Regions from separate parts of the Sus scrofa genome. Here region 2 is linked to region 1. A link is a contact called in public Hi-C data. All regions are on one chromosome and are shown on one strand. The core of a region is the stretch at or near the end of the contact, and the rest is flanking DNA. Distances in the headings are between cores, read along the strand shown. Region 1 holds the start of SERPINF2 (alpha-2-antiplasmin). Region 2 overlaps RTN4RL1 (reticulon-4 receptor-like 1).

Region 1 (3,637 bases), core at 114-2,613:
CTCCGAGGTGAATTGCCTGGAACCCCTCCCCCAGAACTGCTTTTTCCCCTTTGCACTTCCTGGTTTTTCATATTTCATCCACTGAAAATGTTTTGGTTGATAGGGGAAAACACCACCCAAACCAGAAAGTCATCCTTCAAGGCTTGGTGTCATGAGTCAGACCGGGGTGTTTTGTTGTTGTTTTGCTTTTTTTTTTTAGAGCTGTACCCTCGGCAAATGGAATTTCCCAGGCTAGGGGCCTAATCCGAGCTACAGCTGTCGGCCACAGCCACAGCCACAGCTACGCGGGATCCCCAACCCACTGATCGAGGCCAGGGATCGAAGCCGCATCCTTGTGCATACTAGTTGGATTCCGCTTCTGCTGAGCCACGACGGGAACTCCCACAGACCTGGGTTTGAATCCAGGCTGTGCCTCTTGGCAGAGGACCAAGGACGTCTTCCTCAACCCCTCTGGGCTCTGCCTTATCTGGTAAATGGTGGCGAAAGTCCCTGCCTCCAGCCACATGTCTTACAGGAACCAACATCATCAGTCTTTGTGAGCCCTGACCGCATGGCCTGGCACTCAGTAGTGGGTACAGTCAGCCTAGTTCAAGGCTTCTCTTCCGGGAGGCCTGGCCCGAAGCCTCCTCTGTACTGGGGCTCCCTCCGTGGAGCTCCTATCCAACCAGCTGCCCATCAGCCCACCTTTTCTGGTGAGTCTGGTCTTGCCCACAGGGGTGGACGAGACGGTGCTCTCAGCAGGGGTGGTGGGCTGGGCCAGAGACTGGCCTTGTTGACCCAACAGCAGAGCCCAATGAATGACTGGCCAGAGCCACCTTTGGACTTAAGGGAAAACATGGGCCTCGCCCCCCAACTCTGCCCCAGGCTGGCTCCGGGAAGCCAGGCTGGCGGGTGGGGATGGGCAGGTCTCTGTCTGGCCTCAGAGCAGGTCTCACACACGCCCACCCCACACCCAGCTCCGGGCCTGTTCTGGAGCATCCTCTCCCCCCAGCCCAGCCCACACAGTGATCCCTGGGCCGGGGGCCCTGATCTCCAACCCAGGCTTTTGAATCTTCCTGGCAAGAAAAGGCCTCAGATTTTCACGTCCCAGAGAGACTCCCCCCACCAGAACCCCCACCTTGGCTCCTCCTCTCCCCAGGAGGCTGGGAAGTGACAGGCCCCCCTGAATAAACTCAGCCCAGACCCCCTCGGCAGGTGGGCAGCTCCAGGCCGAGCCTTCCCACCCCTGTACCTCTGCGGGCTCCTCGCTGCTGCACACGATGTCCCTCTGGCCCCACTTGGGTGCTCCCCACGCTCTGCCCGGGCTCCAGCCGCCCAGCCGAGCCCTCCCCTCCCACCAGGACCTTTGCTCTCAGCCAACCCAGTTCCGAGTGCTTTCTCTTCTGGTAAACATTGACCTGCACATCCGGTTAAACATTGGTGCTGGGGCCAGAAGCCCCTTTCCCACCAAGGCATCTAATACTGGGTCACCTGGAACCCCTGTGGATCTGGGTCCCACCTGAGCCGTGAGAAAGGGGGTTCAGGAGACAGTCGAGGAGGCTGTCCTCAGGTGGAGGGCAGAGCAGGAAGCACGGGGGCCTGCCGGTGACCCCATGAAGTGGGAGGTTATCCGCGCTTTGGTCAGGCTCGGAGATGTGTGACCTGCCCACGGACACACAGCTAGGCTCAGAGTGACATTCAGCTTCCTACTTCCAAGGTCCTTTCCTTTCCCCCTTTCCTCTCCCACACCCCTGCCCCCCACCCCACCCCCCACGCCACCAGAGGAGGGAAGGAGAAGCTTCAAGAGACTCACTCGGCAGGGAACCCAGGATAGGGCGCCCATTCCCCCCCTCCCCAGGCCCAGGATCCTGGTTGGCTGCCTTCTGCCTGGGTGGGAAGAGAAGCACCCAACCTCCCAGGACCCCACCTCATCAGAGCAATGCCTCCTTACCCTTCCCAAGGGTGAGGGTTCTGGAAACTGGCCTGGGCTGCGCGAACCAGAAGCCCTGAACCCTGCACCACCTGAGGAGCAGCAATCAGGCTGTCTCCCCAGCTCGGGCCCTACTTTCCCCTCCCTCGCTGTCCTGGAAGCTGCAGGGTCTCAACTTCTCCCCACCCCAACCCCGCCATCAAGAAAAGCCTCGCCCCGCTCCCTGGCTCTTCCAAAGGTTTATTGATCATATTTACATCTATTGCAAATAGCGAGAAGGCAGCAGGGGCCCGGCCTCAGACATCATCTCTGAGTGCCCGGGTCTTCCTGTCCCCTGGCGGAGGGAGACCTGAGGTGCAGAGATGACTCTTCTTGCTCCTTCTTTCAGGGTGTTGGACCCGCTCCCCCAGGGATTCTGGACCCCAGAGGCTGCCTCATCAGCTCAAGGCACAAACACTGTGGTGACGGGTGGGCAGGCACCCCCTGGCCCTGTGCATCTTCCCGCCTTTGGTCTTGCCCACGTCCCCTCATGGTCCCACACTGGGCAGGGACTGGCTGGGGGGACACTTACACCCCAGCCCAAGCCCCTTAACTCCTGGACCACGGCCAGTCCTCCTTAGAGGCTGGAGTCCAAGCACCATCAGTGTCCTGGACTGGGGTGGCTTCCCTGTCCTCACGGCATAGGGGCACAGCGAGCCCGGCAAGGGGGGACCGTGGCTGGGGACTGGCCAGGCAGGGGGTCTCCTGTCCCCTTCCCGGAGCGTCCTGTCCCCATATGGAAAATGAGGGCAGAGCTGGGGAGAAGTGGGGGCAGCGATGCTTTCCCCCAGATCTCCCTCCTGCTTCCTGCTGGCCCGGAGCAACATCGCCCCAAGCTAGGGGCATGATCCGTTCTGGCAGCCTTGGTGGCTCTGGGGGTTCAGGAGCCCAGACCTCCCCACGCCACCCTAACTGGCAGGCCACGTGGGCCTAAGGCTTGCCCGGAGGAGCTGCTGGGGAGACAAGGGCGAGGGGATGGACTCCCCGAGGTCGTGCGCCCTCCTCCACCGGGCCAGCTCCCGCCTTGGCTACGCCAGGAGGCGGATGACCCCGTTGTCTGAGCCCAGCAGGAGGTGGCGTTTGGTGGGCAGCAAGGCCAGGCTGGTGAGCGTGCCGCGGAAGTTCTCGGAGCTGAGCTTGGTGGTGGCCTGGGAAGGCGGCTCAAGCAAGGAGCAGACGCCGATCTTGTTGGCCACGGTGCCCGTCACCACCTCGCTGCCATACAAGTCGAAGGTGTGGATGGGATCAGAGGCGGACTTGTAGTGATGCGTGGGCTTCGGCTCCAGCTCCTTCCAGACGGTCAAGGAATGGTCGGAGGAGGAGCTGACCAGGAGGCTGCCCTCCACCGCCTGCCCGGGGAGAGGAGAGCCTCAGTGGTGCCCAGGGGCTTCCTGTTCCCTCCCACACGGTCCCCCAGGAAGACAGGGCGTCCTGAGCTGGGGACAGGCTGCCCCCCTCCCACGTTACATTAATGTTCGTTAATATGAATGTATTTAAGAGTCATCGGCCTAGTCATCATTACAATTTGGGCAGTCAGGTATAATGTCAGACACGTTAAACGTCTTACTACAGTTCCTCTTCCTAACATCTCTCTAAGACAGATGCTGTCATTGTTTCCATTTTGCAGAGGCCAAAACTAAGGCTCAGAAGAGTCAAGTAATCATACAAGGTCACAGAGCCAATAAGTGG
Region 2 (3,670 bases), core at 811-3,310, 200 kb before region 1:
TGCTCTGCTTTTCCTACCAAGACCTGACTAATAACAGCATCCTTCACAAAATAAAATGCAGCTCCAGTGTGACATTGTGTAAATAGTATTGAATCAGTAACTAGTGTCATGTCTTTACGAGTTGACTGGAAAGGTTGATTGAATGACTGTCCATATAAGCTAGAACACAAGGCACTTAGTACCCAAACCTAATTTTACCCAAACCTCCAAAACTATAAAAAAAAATTACATCACAATAACCTAGGGGGAGTTCCCGTCGTCGTGGCGCAGTGGTTAACGAATCCGACTAGGAACCATGAGGTTGCGGGTTTGGTCCCTGCCCTTGCTCAGTGGGTTAACAATCCGGCGCTGCCGTGAGCTGTGGTGTAGGTTGCAGACGCGGCTCGGATCCCGAGTTGCTGTGGCTCTGGTGTAGGCCGGTGGCTACAGCTCCAATTGGACCCCTAGCCTGGGAACCTCCATATGCCGCAGGAGCGGCCCAAGAAATAGCAAAAAAAAAACCAACCAACCAAACAAACAAACAAAAACACAGTAACCTAGGGCTTGAAGGAAAAAAAAAAAAACTTCCTATCAGGAAGCAGGAGGGAACAGGTTTTATTTTTCGTTCTTTGTTTTTTAGTGAGGGGGATGGAGAAAAGCATCTCATTGTTTTCCCTGAACACACCTTGTTAAGAGCAGAAACAGCAAGTTGTCTTAGCCCCAAGTTACAGATGAGAACACTGAGGCTCAGAGGGGCTGGAGAGCTCATCTAGGGCCCCGGGCTGCTGCCTCACCCCACCCCAGCTCTGTTCCTCCGTTAGCAGAGGACACTAACAGGTGCAGAAAGAGTGGCCAGTGGGGCGGCAGGGGACGGCCAGCAGGGCAGGATTTGTGTTGGGAAAGAGACAGCACTCAGGAAAGTTTACGGTTGTACTTGGCAGATTTTTTTATGGAACAAAATTTGCACTATTGATTCTGTGGCAAATGAAAAACCTCTCGTGGACATTCTGGGCTTCAGAGATCTGAAATGTTTAAACGAGGCTGGACTGAACCTGAGGAGACAAAATTGCCAGGCGAAGCTGAGCTCAGGTGGTACCTGGGATGAGAAAACTCTGCCTGTTCTGCGCTCTCTCCCGGGGCTGCTGTCAAGTAGCAATGGTTATCACCTTCCTGTGATTGGCCCACTGCCCCTGGTGGGCTGGTATTTCTGCCTTTGATAAAGAGATGTGATCTCAGCGACTCAAGGTGGCCCATTGGAAATGGGGGATTATTGCAAAGAGATGCATGACCTGGGCTCCAGAAGCCTCCAGGGGAGGAGAGGCAGCTCTAGGAAGTGGCAGCCACTCTGTGGCCCTCTCATGGCCTCTCCTTCCATCCCCGCCAGCTGCTCTTTCTCCTGCCCCACTCTCTGCACCCATGACTTTTCACCTTGCACAAGGCTCCATATGGCCACCTAGGGCTGCTTACTCTTTTTTTTTTTCTTTTTTTTTCTTTTTAGGGCTGCACCCGTGGATATGAAGGTTCCCAGGCTAGGGGTTAAATCGGAGCTATAGCTCCTGGCCACAGTCACAGCCACAGCAACGCAGGATCCGAGCCTCGTCTGCAGCCTACACCACAGCTCATGACAACGCTGGATCCTTAACCCACTGAGCGAGGCCAGGAATCAAACCTGCAACCTTATGGTTCCCAGTTGGATTCGTTTCCGCTGCTTACTCCTCAAGACAGTCTTTCACCCTCTCTTCCCACCTCGAATTGCCCCACATACTTGGGGTTCTCAGCTTTATTTCCCAGAAGGAAAACCCCATTTGAGCCAGCTGTGTTTTCCCACGTCAGACCATGTCTAGATCTCGATCACCTGGGGATTATCTATCCACGGAGGAGATGAGCTGGCCGCCTTTTAGAGGTCCTGGGGAGGGCTCTCTCCACTGACAAACACTGAACAGCAGTTGAGTGCCTGCCTTTGGCTGGCCTGGCACCGAGGATGCAGCAATGAACAAAACCCTAGTCCTCTGTTCTTACAGAGCTTACGTTCCAGAGAGGAGGTTAGACAATGCTATTGTGTATTCCAGCTCTGTTTTGTCGAGGGCTGGTAGGTGCTTAGCAGAAAATTAACAGAGTTCATTAAGGAACAGAAGGTGACCAGAGAGCTGTTGTTTTGTTTTGTATTTTTTTTGGCTGCCCCAAGGCACATGGAGTTCCCGGGCCAGGGATCAGATCCGAGTCACAGTTACGACCTATGCCGCAGCTGCCTGCAGCAACGCTGGATCCTTTAACCCACTGTGCTGGGCCAGGGATCCAACCTGCGTCCTGGCGCTGCAGAGACACCGCCGATCTTGTTGCCCCACAGTGGGAACTCCGGAGCTGTTATTTTAGAAAGAGAGGCTGGGAAGTCTTTCTGATAAGGTAACATTTGAACAGAGGCCTAAGGGAAGTCAAGGAGGGCTCTTTGCAGCTACCAGGGAAGCGTTTTCTAGACAGAGGGAACAGCAATGGCCAAGGCCTGGAGGCAGGAGTATGCTTGATACAATACCTGGCTGCCTGGGGGACTGGAGCTCTGAGTGGGGCAGGCGTTCTGAGCCCATGGAATCGTTTCAAGTTCCTTTGGAGAGGACCAGAGCTTGGGGTCAGCCCCAAGTCCACCAGCCACTTGGTCAAGGGGCAGGGGGAGCCCAAACACAGACCGAATAACAGCTATGGTGGTGGGTCTTGGGAATCTCCATTCCCATTGGGGTCAGACTCTTCTCCTTGGCTGTTAATGTGGTCCAGGCTACAGCCTGGGCATAAGGGCAAAGGTCAGTTCCCATAAGCCCTTGCCTTTTCTCCAAAGCATGAAACACAGACCTGAGTCCTGCGAAAGGTCTTGTTTTTTTTTTTTACCCGCTGCCTCATATATACATCAGCCTTTTCTCCTTGGAGTGAAAATTTTGAACTTCTCAAATAATGCATACACATGGACAGATAATTTTGGAAAACCACAGATTGGCAAAAAGAAAATCACTCTAATCCCACAGCCGAAGAGTGGGAACGCCCATCCCTCCCAGGGCGTTTGGTGCATCTTTCCTTGTGCCCCCCCCCCTTGATAAATTACAGTAGGTCTCAAATGCCTTCCTGGGTTGGTCATTCTAATTTTTATTTATTTCCTGGCTGTGGTATAGGATCTCAGTTTCCAGATCAGGGATCAAACTTGGGCCGCAGTGGTGAAAGCACTGAGTCCTAACCATTAGACCACCAGGGAACTCCCTACGTTGGTCATTCTAAGCCTGTTTTCATGGCTGCTGAAAGGCCAGCCCTCTGGGTTCTGCGCCGAGGCTGTTTCCTGTTTTTTGCTGTTAGAGACCATGCTGCAGCCCACACGTGTGTGTACACCTTGGCCCATGTGTGGGCTTCTGGGTAGGAGAGGGAGAGAAGGGTGAGAGGTCACGGCCTTCACAAGGAGCTGAGTGGATGGAAACCGTCGCGGGAGTTCAGTGTTGCCCCTTAGGTAGGCAGGCTTGGCACTACCCCCAAACAGCCAGCCAAACCCAAAACCTTGTGGCTATTTGGAGAGGGAGAGGGGTGGGTGTGTGGGTGTGTGTGGGGGTGTGTGTGTTGGGGTCATGGACACGGCCTAGGTCTCCAGTGAACGGGGCTGTGGGCATACCAGAGCAGGGAGACATACAGAGGCATTAGTTTTCCTTGGAGCCGGGGTGGC

The links. A called contact is a pair of places that touch in the nucleus more often than the background predicts.
Region 2: a Hi-C map of liver shows a contact between it and region 1, with 4 times the contacts expected there. The contact joins the enhancer-like site here to the promoter of SERPINF2 in region 1. A contact is called at or near these places in 3 of 5 promoter capture datasets (fetal liver, fetal skeletal muscle and liver), 7 of 47 Hi-C or Micro-C datasets (embryonic fibroblasts, fibroblasts, heart right ventricle and 4 more) and 1 of 2 datasets of contacts at active chromatin or transcription factors (skeletal muscle).

What each region holds. Positions count from the first base shown.
Region 1 is chr12:47,932,277-47,935,913 of Sscrofa11.1, reverse strand. SERPINF2 (alpha-2-antiplasmin) reads right to left here and starts at 1,363. Exons shown (of 10, transcript XM_021067579.1): 1 at 1,232-1,363. It overlaps WDR81 (WD repeat-containing protein 81), which reads right to left. Exons shown (of 9, transcript XM_021067573.1): 9 at 2,132-3,297. The coding sequence ends at 2,977.
Region 2 is chr12:48,128,866-48,132,535 of Sscrofa11.1, reverse strand. All of the region lies in intron 1 of RTN4RL1 (reticulon-4 receptor-like 1), which reads left to right. Among named protein-coding and RNA genes, the nearest start is that of RTN4RL1, 16 kb to the left of the region's middle. Within about 2 kb of position 2,060, at least 2 of the 83 cell types and tissues checked have an H3K27ac peak or open chromatin away from gene starts, as enhancers often do. A contact at or near this core is called in liver, where this site is marked.